2 separate regions of the Mus musculus genome follow, and region 2 is linked to region 1. A link is a contact called in public promoter capture Hi-C data. All regions are on one chromosome and are shown on one strand. Each heading gives the region's core, a stretch centred on a gene start, on an enhancer-like site or on the middle of the called end of the contact. The rest is flanking DNA. Distances are from core to core; before and after follow the strand shown. Region 1 holds the start of Ube4b (ubiquitination factor E4B). Region 2 holds the start of Per3 (period circadian clock 3).

Evidence for each region. Capture Hi-C pulls out chosen DNA fragments and counts their contacts.
Region 2: a contact with region 1 is called in a promoter capture Hi-C map of liver. The contact joins the promoter of Per3 here to the promoter of Ube4b in region 1. A contact is called at or near these places in 2 of 39 promoter capture datasets (erythroid cells and liver) and 1 of 9 other capture datasets (liver).

The regions. Positions count from the first base shown.
Region 1 is chr4:149,424,355-149,431,134 of GRCm38.p6, reverse strand. It overlaps Ube4b (ubiquitination factor E4B), which reads left to right and starts at 4,504. Exons shown (of 27, transcript NM_022022.3): 1 at 4,504-5,253. The coding sequence starts at 5,230.
Region 2 is chr4:151,040,151-151,046,998 of GRCm38.p6, reverse strand. Per3 (period circadian clock 3) reads left to right here and starts at 2,334. Exons shown (of 21, transcript NM_011067.3): 1 at 2,334-2,891; 2 at 3,295-3,440; 3 at 4,208-4,323; 4 at 5,526-5,727. The coding sequence starts at 2,767. It overlaps Gm38529, which reads right to left and starts at 2,146. Exons shown (of 2, transcript XM_017320565.2): 1 at 1,971-2,146.

The DNA of each region.
Region 1 (6,780 bases), core at 3,255-5,754:
TCTTGAAAAACCAGAAAAACAAACTCCTGTGTTTTGAAATTGGAAAACACGGCTGCAAGGAAAATTGCTGGGTAGATTTCCTTAAGTGTGTTCATCTGTTAGAAGCTATGCCTTCCAAACCAGCAGCCATTGGTTTTCTTTTTCTTTTTACTGTACGTGTTGTATGCACGTGCCTCAGCTTCCTTCATATCTATATATTGACCCTGGAAATTGGAACTGAGAATGCCAGACTAGATACCACCAGTCTTTTCTGACACTGATGCCCCCGGTACTCTGTCTCACAGGCTCAATTCTTAGTATGGAATAGAGGTTCTGGGTGGCCTGTCTATGTATGAATTAGCTGAAAGGCAACCCCTGGTTGAGGTGAAGAGACTCCGGATACAGTGGACTTGGAAGAGAGATAGGGAGCGGAATTGCCAAGTACAGACAGCTCTCTGAAGAGGTTTGTGAGCAGAGAAAGCCAGGCATAATGCTGTATGCCTATACTCTCAGCACCTGAGAGATTGAAGCAGACAGATCAGGAGTTCAAGGCTCATCTCAGATATATACAGAGTTTGAGGTCAGGTTGGGCTACTTGAGAGTTTGTCTCAAAAAAACAAGGGGTGCGGGATTAGGGAGAAGAAGAGAAAGAGAACACAGAGAAACAGGATCGAGGTTGGAGGAAGAAATAAAATAAAAGTGTTTCAGGGCTGGTGAGATGGCTCAGTGGTTAAGAGCACCGACTGCTCTTCCAAAAGGTCCTGAGTTCAAATCCCAGAAACCACATGGTGACTCACAACCATCTGTAACAAAAATCTGATGCCCTCTTCTGGAGATAGCTACAGTGTACACGCATATAATAAATAAATTAATTTAAAAAAGTGTTTCTTAATTTATTTATTTATTTATTTTACTTAAAGCCAGGTGATGGTGACTCCCCTTTAATCCCAGCATTTGGGAGGCAGAGGCAACTGGACCTCTGAGTTAGAGGTCAGTCTGATCTACAGATGGAGTTTCAAGACAGCCAGAGCTACACAGAGAAACCCTGTCTTGAAAAAAAAATTTTTTTCTGTATATGTATGTGTGTATCCATGTGTGTACCTTGTGTTTGTGTGTAGCTCAGAAGACAACTTTCAGGAGTCAGTTCTCACCTTTGACCTTGTGGAGGAGGCAGGGTCTTTCTTGTTTCTTTGGCTACTGTGATACATACTCCAGGCTGGCTGCTTCTTGAGCCTCAGGCCCACTCTTCAGTCTTTGCATCCCGCTTCACAGCAGGAGTCTTGAGATGACAGAGGAGTAGTGCCATGGGTTCTGGGATGACAGAGGAGTGGTGCCATGGGTTCTGAGGCTTGGCCTCGGCTTGCTTGGCTTGCAGGTCTAGTGATCTTGCCAACTGAGCCATCTGCCTGGCTCACCGTGAGACTGGGAAGAATCATATCGTGTTTTTGTATGTTAATGAGAATATCTGTCTGTCTATCTGTCTGTGCACCACAGGCATATTGGCTGCCTGCTGTGGTCAGAATGTGGTGACAGATCTCCCAGAACTAGAACCGTGGACAGTTGTGATCCACCGCATATGGGTACTAGGAATTGAACCTGGGTCCTCTTCAAGGGTAATAAATGCTCCAAACCACTGAGCCACCATTCCAGCTCTTCTTTCTAGATTTTTAATCTTCTTACAGAAAAATGAAGCAGCATTCCTGTCAAAGAACAAGGGAGCCTTTGGAATTTGTCATGATTTCTGGCCATCACCATATGTAACACCCCTGATGGAGTTCAAGCCTTAGAGTGTTGTTAACTACTTGAATTCCTCCTGCTTGGCTTCAGCCTGATCTCCACAGGGTTACATGTGGTTGCTAACCCCAGGAAATATAAGCCAGTGTGGCTGACTCAAGCCCTGTTCTGTTCTTGTATTTGTGAACCACTCATACAGCATTATGGGCAAAGCCCTACACAAGACACAGGTGAGCTGGTCAGTTAAGGTGTACTAGTCATGACCTTACCTGTGACTGACTGACTGACAGACAGACAGACAGACAGACAGACAATGGGGGGGAGAAACACAGAGAGCTAGAATAAAGTTACATATACAAAAAGGCTTGAGGGGCTGGTGAGATGGCTCAGCGGGTAAGAGCACTGACTGCTCTTTAGAAGGTCCTGAGTTCAAATCCCTGCAACCACATCGTGGTTCACAACCATCTGTACAGCTACAGTGTACTCATATACATAAAAATAAATAAATCTTTAAAACAAGGCTTGAGAGAAATAAGCAATATCTGAGGAAGACTATTTATTATTATTATTATTTTCTGTCCTACAGGGCTTCATAAATACTTAGGCAAGCATTCTACCACTGATTTATAGCCCCAATCCTGGGCAAAGGAAAAAGCTGTGTTCTTCTGGTAGACAGCATGGTAGGTAAAGGCACTTGCCATTAAGCCAATTGATCTGAGTTTGATCCTCAAAGCCCACACAGTGGAAGGAAGAACCAATTTCTACAAGTTGATGTCTGACTTTGCAAGAATGAGGGCCTGAATTCTATCACCAAACCCTATGTAAAAATGCCAGGCTTGGAGGCTTGCAAGCCCCAGGCTGGGGAGGCGGAGACAGGAGGATCTCCAGGGCTTACTGGCTAGCAGTCCAACCTAACTGGTGAGCTCCAGGCCAATGAGAGGCCGTGTTTCAATAGAGGTGGATGGTGTTCCTGAGATGACACCAAGGCTGTCCTCTGTCCTCCACACACACACATATATACATAGATGTACACCTCCACAAACAGGAACATATCCATACATATACTTGATAAGCAAATTAATGCAGCAGTGAGGAAATGACATCAAATCTAAAACCTAAACACTAAGAAGGAATAAGCCATGCAAAGTCCAGGAGAAGAGTCTTTGGGACAAAGGAGACAGCAAACGTCAAGGCCTCAAGGAGGAAAAACTATCTTTCTGAAGCCCAAAAAAGCAGTGCAGTTGAGGCCCCGCAAGAGTAGTTACCAAATGTTCAATTTATTTGATGTGAAATGTGCAGAGTAGGTAAGTCCGGGGAGCCAGAGGACAGATCGGCTATCGGAAGTAATGGCAGGATGAGGAGGAATGGTTATAGTGTGTTGGATGGCTGGGTGGGTGATTAAAATGTTCTGAAATTAAAGAGCAATGATGTTAAAGAACTCTCACTACCCTAAAGCCATTGTATACTTTACTTGTGTGATTTAATCTGAGGCTACATGGCAATTATCATGTTTTCAGAAAAACAATGTAATTGACATCAGTGTAACTAGGGGTGCAAAATGGCTTACACAGAATTCATTTCCTGGAAAGTAGAATGCAGTCCTGAAAAGCCTGCAGCGATTTAATTTTACTCACAGACTCTTTGCATATCTAATAGTCATGTTCCCATTTTTAGCATGTAGCAAACAAATTGTAACTATTTTAGTCACTTCTTGTCCCCTTGGATAAGATCAACTGTAACTCTTTTAAACAGGAGTGGAATGTTTAAGATTATAGTTCAGCTAAGAGTAGCCGGTAATGAACCCTAGCACTTGGGAGGCAGAGGCAGGCAGATCTCTGTGAGTTCCAGGCCAGCGAGACCCTGTTTCAAATACATACATGTATACACATATACATACATTAATGTTATAGTTGGGTAATCTGTGATGGTGGTGCATACCCCAGCGTTCAGGCAGGATTTCAAATTTGGGGCTATCTGAAATACATAGCAAGATTCTGTCTCAAGAACAATTAAGAACGAGATGATTATGGCTTTTGTAAGCCATACGATATATACTTTGTGGCAAAATCTGGATTTTCACGGTTCTGTTAGATTTTTCAATTTGTATTTATACATTGATTGTAAAGTAAGTTTTTGTTGTCCGGCCGAGCTGGCATTACAAAGGGTTAGTTACTAAGTCATTGTTCAATACATTTCTCAATAATTTGAGTCTCTACACCCTTAAAGCAGAGCACCTCTCTAAAAGAACAAGGTAAAATAAAATTAAGATCCTGTTAGTTTTCTTCCATGGGTTTTCCTGGGGGAGGAAAAGAGTGGGACAAGGTATTTGCAGGATGGTGCTAAATGCTCCCTGCAGAAAGCAAATGTGTTTCCGATTCCTCAGTTCTTCTAATGTCTGTAGCCGGCTTGCAGCATCCTGGAGGATTTCCAAGTCACTCCACAGCAGGATCCACATGGGAACAAACTAGCACCGCAGAAACCCAAGGCGCAGGGGAGAGCCCGTGGAAGGGCCATATTCGGATTGGCACATCCTGCCCTCAGCAATTCTACCTGGGCCCCGCCCACCGCGCCCCTCGCCTCCGCTCAGTCTCCATGGTGACTGTCCGCCCCGCCTCCTCCTCGTCTCCTCTTAGCAGCCCCTCTCGCCCCTCCCCCCGCCTGGCGCCGCTCAGGGAAGAGGGGGTGGGGCAGGGGGCGGGGACAGGATGCAAGCGAAGAGGAAATCGGCGGCGCGACGCCCGCTGCTTATTGGCTGGCGAATCCCAGAGCGAGAAGCCCCGCCTCCCCGGCGAGGGTCACGTGACCCCTTTCAAAGATGGCCGCCCTGTTGTTTTGATGAATAATTCTTGGTGGGGCGAGGGGGTAAGAGTAGGGTTGGAGGGGTAGGAGGATTTACGCTTCCAGCGAGGGCTTCGCCAGTCCCGTCCCTCCCCTGCCCCCCACCGGGGTTCTCGCGTGGAGGCGGGGCGAGCCTGGCCTGCTTTTAGAGGGGAGGGGCTTCCCGGTCCGGTGCTGGGCTCTGCCTGGGCTGCTGTAGGGTCGCCGCGCCTCGGGGGCATCCAGTGTGCAGTGGAGCTGTTCCCGCCTGGGCCCAGGGGTGGGACCCGGAGCAGGGTCTGCGGGAGAAAAAAACGCAGCTGCCGCGTCACCGCCACGAAGACACGGCGCGCAGCGGGCACGAGCCGAGCTGGAGACCGCGCCGCCCGCCCTGGGTAACCTGGGAAGCTGAGGGGAGTCAGTGGCGCCTGGAGAGGACCCCATAGCGGTGGCCGTGGCCAGAGGCGGCAGCTCTGGGCGCTTGCTGCTGGAGGAGGCTGCGGCGGTGCGAGCGGCCGAAGCCAAGGCGATTCAGTGCCTCGTGTTCTTAGTTTTTAACCTCTGACTATGCAATTCTGAAACCTCCCCCATTGGGGGACCAGACAGCCCGATAGATACCTTCCACTCTTCCTTTGCTCCCGCCCTGGTCTCAAGAACTGAAGGATCTCTCTAACGCCTTTCACCATTAAGAGGAAAGCGATGGAGGAGCTGAGCGCTGACGAGGTGAGGAGGCTGGGGCGTGGGGGGGGGCACCTTGAAAGGATTACTTGGCAACTCTTTGGCGCTTTGGATGGGGACAGATTTTTGCCCTGGTGGTGTCGGGCTCTTGGGATTGGGGAGGCAACGGAGATGGCATTTTCAAGAATAATGAAATATAATGGAAGTAGTCATTCATCATCAGGTTGGCTGTATTGTAAGAAGCCCTTGGCTCCACTTTGGGCTACCGTCTCAGTATGTTTACTCGATCACTAAAATTCTCCAGAGATAGAGAATGCAAGAGGGTCTCTCGTTTTATTCTCCTTTATTCTCTCTCGTTTCTTCATTCGGAACTCCACTCGCTTTTCTTTCTTTTAGGGTCTGAAGACGGGGGTGGGGTGGTGAGGAGCATCTTGAAGGTGTTCAATCTTTTTAAAAGGGTGTTCGAGAAAGAGGGGCGCGATTTAGATCGTGGTATATTGTGTGTGTCTGCGTCGTCGGGGGTTTTAAAGAACAATTTTGCATAAAATCATGATGTTTAATGGCAGTTTTAAAGGGAAGGATTTGAAATCCCAGATACATGTGACCATTTCATTGTAATAAATTATCAAAGGTACCTTTGTGTTTGAGAGGTAGTTACAGATTCCTTGAGATTTAACATTAACAAAGTGTATATACTTAATAGTTAAAAAGATTCCAGTTAAATTACACTAATTTAACAGATTCCTAATGACTTCTGGTATTATGTTACTTTTGTCAGGACCCCTCCCCCTCAAACTTGGGTTGTACTGTGTGGGATCATCAGGAAAGCAGAGGCAGTTAGGGAACTAGGGATTTCTATGCCTCAGTTGATTTTTTTTTTCCCCTTGTCGTTTTACAAATTGAAAGCATTCCTTTCGAGATCCCAGCTGGCTTAATTTCTTCCCCTGCTTCCCGTAAGCTTCCCCTGCAGTATTATGAAAGTAGTCGTCATCTGTCATCAGGTCGGTTGGAAGAGGCCGGTGCTCCACTTTTGGCTATGGTCTCCTCATGTTTATTTACTCACTAAAATTCTCCAGGGATGGAGCATGCGCGTACGTGGGTGAAGGGTCAGGTAGGGGGGAAAAAAAACCAATCTTGTGACTTGTGATATTTCAGTTGTTAAGTCAGAATTGCTAATTTTCAGTCAGCTAACTTGGTTTTCCTCAACTACAGCAGGAGTGTAATCTTAAATCAGAAAAGCCCTGAGTAGTTTCAGGAAATATCAGGAGATCAACTTAGAAATACTTGGTTTTATGTAGTTTAAAAAAGCATCCTCCCATTTTCCTTTCATTCTAAAGAAACACAATCTGTGTTTTTCTGTAGCCCTTTACTTCTAAAAAGTACTATGCTTTGTAAAAGTTCTTGGTTTAGCGACCTTTACAGATTTGATCTTCGTTAATTTTTTTTTCAAACCACTTAATTTTGACCAGACTATACAGACTGGTCAAAGATACCGTATAATCTGGAAGGTATCTCTTTATTTTGCTCAGTTCTTGAGATGGTGTAACTCTCTTAGTGACCATAAAAGGAACA
Region 2 (6,848 bases), core at 1,085-3,584, 1.6 Mb before region 1:
TTTCCATCTGGTACTGTGGGCCTGGAGGACTCCTGGAAAATCTCTGGTGTTAAGCCCATGTGGAAGCCCATGTGGAAGCCCATGAAAACATACTGAGTTCTGATAACATCAGAGTGCAGCAACAGCAGGGTAGATTAACTCGCCTGTGAGTGAAGGCTTGCAGGCAAAGAGCAGAGCTTCCTTCTCCTATCTTCCCCACTTTACATACTCCGAGCAGGGAAACCCATCAGGAATACCTGGCAGGCTGCCTTTTAGTTGATTCCACATACAATGGAGTCGACAACTGGAATTAACCATCATATACCTTAATGAAAAGTGCTTTTCAGAGCAGAGATGAGTCCATAGCTGGTTTGCAGTTACCAGACCAGTAAGGATTTGGCTATTGGGTTTCTTAAATAGTGTCTTCTGGAAGTGATTTGTAGAGTTGACCCTGGTACACCACACAGCTACCAACCACACAGGTAAACTTAGGGGAGGCATGTCCCAAATGTGTGGCTTTTTTTTTTTTTTAATCTGCCTTCCTTTGAATATATTTCCCCTCATTCCCCCACTCTTGCAAACAATGTAATATAGACCGGGTAGGATTTTGTCTATGTTTACAACATAAAAGTCTAAATACTTTTCCTTAAGCACAAACCCCATCACAATCTGGCCCTTCCTTTCTCCCATTGCTTCAGGTTCTTTTTTTTTTTTTAGATTTATTTATTATTATTATATCTAAGTAACTGTAGCTGTCTTCAGACACACCAGAAGAGCATCAGATCTCATTATTGATTGTTGTGAGCCACCATGTGATTGCTGGGATTTGAACTTGGGACCTTCAGAAGAGCAGTCAGTGCTCTTAAGCACTGAGCCGTCTTTCTAGCCCTCGCTTCAGGTTCTTAATGACTAACCTGTACTTCACAAGGATGGCCTGAAAGGGACAGTGCTTTTCAGTTCTGTTAGCCCACCCATTTCCCCCACCCCAAAGGATCACTCAGATTCAGTTCCCCTTCTCAGCGGCCCTCCCTTACCCTCCAGCCTGTTCCCTGGGGCTCTTGCCTCCTTCCTCTGTCCTTCCCATTCCTACCAGTTTATGTCCTACCAGCATCTTAGGCTTTCTTGACTTTGAGGCATCATCCATGTGTTGTATGTTGAGTATGAGAGAATTTGGTTCTGTCCTCAGTACAATAATCCCTGCCCACATGTGCACCCAATGGTCGTACAATGAATGTTTCTTGAAGAACTCAGGAGTAGAGTAATCCAGTGTGGAGAAAGACTTTTTTTAAAAATCGGTCATTTGCCCAATATGAAATGTGGATACTTGCTCTCTGGCATTTTCCCCTTCTCCTTTGGCCTGAACACTTTCATTCATCCAACAAATACTTAGTGTATTTTTTTAAAGATCTTATTATTTATGTGGTGTATGTCTGGATAGCGTATGCTCACTGTGCAGGTGTCTTGATGGATGAGGGCATTGGATCTCCTATAACTGGAATTACAGGCACTTTGTGAGACACTGATAGAAGATGCCTGGGAACCATCCAAAGGAAGAGCAGTAGGTGCTTAACTCTCAAGTGCTGTGCCATCTCTCCACCCACTACCGAGTGTGTTCTTGATGTACCCAGGCAGCAGAAGGCTGGAGCTCTGCCCTGTACCTTTCGTTTCTGAAGGGTAGAGACAGTTATGTAAAAGGAGCATCCTGGCTGTTTCCTCGAAAACAGAGCGTCGCTTACAATACTATCTAACTCCTGTTGCCAAATGAACCTGTAACTCGAGGGCAGCCAAGGACCTTACCTTGTACCATTAAACTTGTATTTCTGAAAATACGGTTGGATTCTACCTGGGTTCACTCACCTATATTGGCGGGTGGGAGAAAGCAGCAAGTTTTGGAAAGATGAAAACAATGGGAACCCCAAAGCACTGCATTCCTGGGATACCGGGGAGCCCCAGAGGCCTGCGGACTCACAAGCGCCACCGGGTCCACTTACCTGTTGGCTGCGCGGACCCCGCCCTCCCGTGACTGACAGCCCCAAGGCCACGCCTCCGGGAAGCCCGGCAGTAGACTTGCGCGGCCCGGCCCTGTTGTCTTCCAGGCCACTCCACTTGGCCAGGATTGGCCGAGAGCCGCCCTCGCCCGACCCGCGCGTTATGTAAGGTACTCGGGGGCCTTTGCACCCGCCCACCCGCCCGCGGTTATGTAACCCCCGCCGTGCACGACCTGCACCCCGCCCTCTGACCAATGGGAGCTCGTGTTGCCGGTAACAGCGACCAATCGCGCGGCGAAGGGGCGGGACCGGATCCCTGGCGCGCAGGGGGCGGGGCCGGCGGCCACTGGGCACGCGGACGGCCTCGAGACTGGACTGCCCGCGGGTGGGCGAGGCTCTGCGGGGCGGCGGCGAGTTGCTCGGCTGGCGGGACGCCTGCGAGCCCGCACGGCCGGGCGCTGCTGCCCCTGCCTTCTGCCCGGTCACGCCGGACGTTGCTCTCTGAGGTGTTTCTCGATGCTCGCCGGCTTCCCAGCAAGGACGGTGGAAAAGTTGTTGCAGGCTGACCGCGCTCCCTGAGAGCCCCGCTGGTGGTCCGTCCAGCCAGCTTCCGCCATCGAGCTGTCGCTGTAGCTCGTCACCCCAGCAGAGTCTGTGGAAATGCTGAGGAGAAAAGTGCCCCTCAGATGAGCGTGGTCGGCGACCAGTCTTTCCCGAAGGCGATGGCAGGGACCAAAACAAGCCGGGTTTGGTTGCTAGCTGCAAACTGAGAGAAGCAGGCTGAGGGCTGCCAGGCGGGATGGATCCCTGTGGAGACCCGGCAGTACCTGGTGGCGACTGTCCCCAGACTAGGGGACCGGGGCTCCAGGGGGCGTCTGGCCAGGAGGGTCCTCTGCAGGGCACTTGCGTGGACAGCAGCCACAGGTGACGCTAGGAAGTCTCCCCACCACCCTCTGTGTTTATTGTCCTTCCCTGGAGCAGGGAAAGCAGGATTTACAACTTTTTATTGTATTTTTGATCCCGGGGACGCGGTAGGGGGGGGAGGCGACCTGAAAGGGAACTTCCAAATAGTTCGGTGAGGATTGATGGGAGGGGGAATGTTACTAAACTAAATTACCAGAGTACGGAAAGAAAGAGGAAAGTGGTTAAAGAATTTGACGGAGTTGGGACTGAAGGGAGAATGAAAGTGTAGAATGTCCCCTACCTGGAAGAGAAAGGGCATTAAACCTGTGACCTGGGCTAGTTGAGGTGGCCAGACATCCCTAAAAATCAGATATTCCTTGAGTGTCCACCATTACGGTTTCTTGTTTGTTTTTTTCCTATTCAGTGAACACGAAGACCGAAACAGAATGTCTGAAGAGCTTATAATGGTTGTCCAAGAAATGAAAAAGTATTTCCCAGCCGAGAGGCACACTAAGCCCAGTACCCTAGATGCTCTTAACTATGCCCTGCGCTGTGTACACAGTGTGCAAGGTAAATGCATTGCAGCGAATAGGGTGGCGCTGGGCTCAGTCCTCATGTGCAGTGGAACTCCAGCCTCCAGAGGCTTGGGCTTTATTTGTAGCCAAGACAAGCAAGTCTAAAGCTGATGTAAGTGGTGCTTTAGGCTTTCCAAGTTTGAAAAGCCAGCAGAACGTTATTTGTCTGACAGTTTAGTAACTGTGCAATATTGTGCCTATCTGTTGCAAGAGTAAAGAGTTGAGCAGTTTAAGTAAAACTCAGAGGACTTTTTCAAGGAGCATTGCCTTCCATGGAGATTACACGAGCAAATACATGTCTGGGTTGTTTTTTTCTGTCATGCACACACTTTGGAAATGCAGTTGTAGTATATACAAAATAGACTAAATCAAAGAACAAATGTTTTTCCTTCCCCCAGCAGAAACCGCTTTGCTCAGTCTGTGATCAATAGTTTGTGAATTCTAGTGTTTCCTCCATTAAAAAAATATATGTGTGTATCTGGACTTTGATTTTATTAACTAGCTTTAGAACTTCTAGTGAATCTTGCTCCTTGTAACCCAGAGCAGGCAGGATTCATAAAACTCATAGTCTTGAGTTTGCATACCTAACCTTGCATTCCTAACCATATCCTTGATGCAAACAAAAAAATCACCTGGTTTTGAGGGAAACCCACGTAAGGGATCGTCATCTAAGGAAATACACCAACCTTAGCGTGCTGAGAAATGACTTCTTAAAGATACGCTTGTCACCACTCTGTGTGTCTATCTCCCTGTCTTTCTTAGCAAACAGTGACTTTTTCCAGAGTCTCGGTCCACGCGGAGCACACCAGGCAGATGTGACTGTATACAGTCTTGAGGACCTCACCGCTCTGGCTTCTGAACATACTTCTAAGAACACAGTAAGATTTAATGAGTTTTGCCATCTCCACCTGGTGACTCTTCCTAGGGACCTTTTCTGGGTGTTAAAATAGTCACTGGAAGTTTCACTTGCTGAGGGAAAAAAAAAAGGGTGAAAGTTCTAAAAAGGTACTATGAGGTCTCCTGCCCATACCAGAGATCCTGTCTGAAGGTAGACGCGACCCCTGGCCCCTTGTGCTGTATCATAGTTTCCTGTGCTTAGCCAGCAGGTAATGCCCTCCCCCTCAGCATCCCCTGTTCTCTCACAGAAAAAGAAAAAAAAAAAAAAAAAAAAAGCAACAAGCAAAACGTGGCAGAGTAATTTCCTGCATCGTATTCTAATCTCCAAATTGTTACTTTCTATTTATATCATTCTTAGTTCCAATACCTACTTCCTCAAGTTGTAACCACTGGACTTTGTAGTACAGGTGAGTTGAGATGTCATTTCTGTAGTGACATTTTAGAAGAGAAATTTAGTGGTATATTTATATTTTTAATCTCTTCTTGTTGACAGAGTAATTAAGCCTCATAGTGTGTTGATGGTGGAGATTCCCTTCATTTGGTATTTAGACTCCAACATCATCATAACTTAATGATTTTTTATAGTTCTACAACAGGAGTTGTGTAGTGTTACATAATAGAGCCTGTTCTGCTAACATGCACAGTGATGTGGTAGGTGTTTAAAGAGCAAGTTTTAAGAAAACATTCGCCCTCTAAAATCTTCGCAGTCCGTCTAGACAGGGAAACAAGTCCGTGCTAGGAAGCACAATGGCTGGTTACAAATGAACTTAGTGGCTAATAAAACAGGTCTGAGATGCAATTCTTATGTAATGGGGTCTGTCAGGGGCAGCTTTGTGGAGGAGGAGTGCTTGAGCTTGGGCTTTAAGCGCAGAGTCTGCTGACAAGAAGACAGTCCCTCCTGGTGGGGAGCGCAGTTTGCAGAAAAGTGTGTGCACTCTGTATATATTTAGTCTGCATGGAAGCTGGTGTGGGCTTTCTGGCATAGAGATTAGACTTTTAGGAAGCATGGTAGGCTTTTTATAGTAGTTGTTAAGGAGCATGCTGGAGAAAACTAGGAAGCTTTTTATCTTTACAAGTGTGTGCGTGTTGGGTGTATGTGTCGTGATAGAAATCCTGAAGAACCTGACTTTGCAGAGGCGTTGTCTGTGAGTTCTTCCGTGTCTGTTTTAAATATTTCCTGCAGGATACCTTCGCGGCCGTGTTTTCGTTTCTGTCTGGAAGGTTAGTGCACATTTCTGAGCAGGCTGCTTTGATCCTGAATTCTAAGAGGGGTTTCCTCAAGAGCGTGCACTTTGTCGACCTGCTTGCCCCTCAAGACGTGAGGGCGTTCTACGCGCACACTGCTCCAACTCAGCTTCCTTTCTGGAACAACTGGACCCAAAGAGGTATGAGACCAATGTTGCTTGAGTGGCTTGCACTAAGATCGGGTTGTTCTCTCGGAAATAGAACAGACGTTAACATGTTACTTTCAACATATAATCCATGTCATTTCCCTTATTTATTTATTTAGTTTATGTAGTTATTTATTTTATTTCTTTGGTGTTGGTTTGTTTTTTGAGATAAGGTTTTCTGTGTAGCCAAGGCTGTCCTGGAACTTGCATTGTAGACCAGGCTGGCCTCAAACTCTGCGATGTGCCCATCTCTGCCTGAGTGTGGATTTCAAGACACGTACCACAGCTATAGGCTTTCTTCTTCTTTTTTAAAAAAGCACAGCAAAATAGTATTTTTATCATTTAATAACTAACAGACCAATGCATTTCTTTTTACTTAGTGAGATTTCACATACTCTGTATGAAAAATAGCTTTGGTTGGTACAGGATCTCTTCCCTCTGAATTAGAAAGACATACTTTCTTCTTGTGTTGACTCCATGATGTCTTTGTCTAATAGATGTGACTTTATAGGTAAGATTCTGAGAGCTCGGATTCCCTTTTTCTGGCCCCTGAAAGTTCATGGATCCAGTAACTTGGTTGCCTTGAGAATTGTTGGTTTACTTGAACAGATCTGCCTGGCCACAGTTTTCTCTGTGACATTCTGTCCGTGTGATTTTCTTTTTAAAGTCGCTCGTTGCTCCTTACATTGTTTGTGAATCATCTCTTAAAGAGCTCAGTATATACCACGTGCATCGGCCTTTTCTTATATTTCAGTCTCTTTTCTCTGTTGTCTGTTTGTTGTAGCCCAGGCTATCCTCAACCTTGCCTTACAGCCAATATGCCTTAAACTCTGATCTTCCTACCTCTACTCCCCGAGTGATGAGATTACAGGCAGATACCACCAAACCATCGTTAGCAGTGCTGGAGATTGAGCCTAGGGTTTCATGAGGCTAGGCAAGCATTCTGCGGACTGAACTATATCCCCAGCATCACTTCATCTGCTTTAAAAGATTTTTTTATATATGTATGGGTGTTTTGCCTGCTTAAATGTCTGTGCACCACATGGGTTTCAGGGCCCATGGAAGCCATAAGAGGGGATTAGATTCCCCCTAGAACTAGAGTTATAGATGGTTGT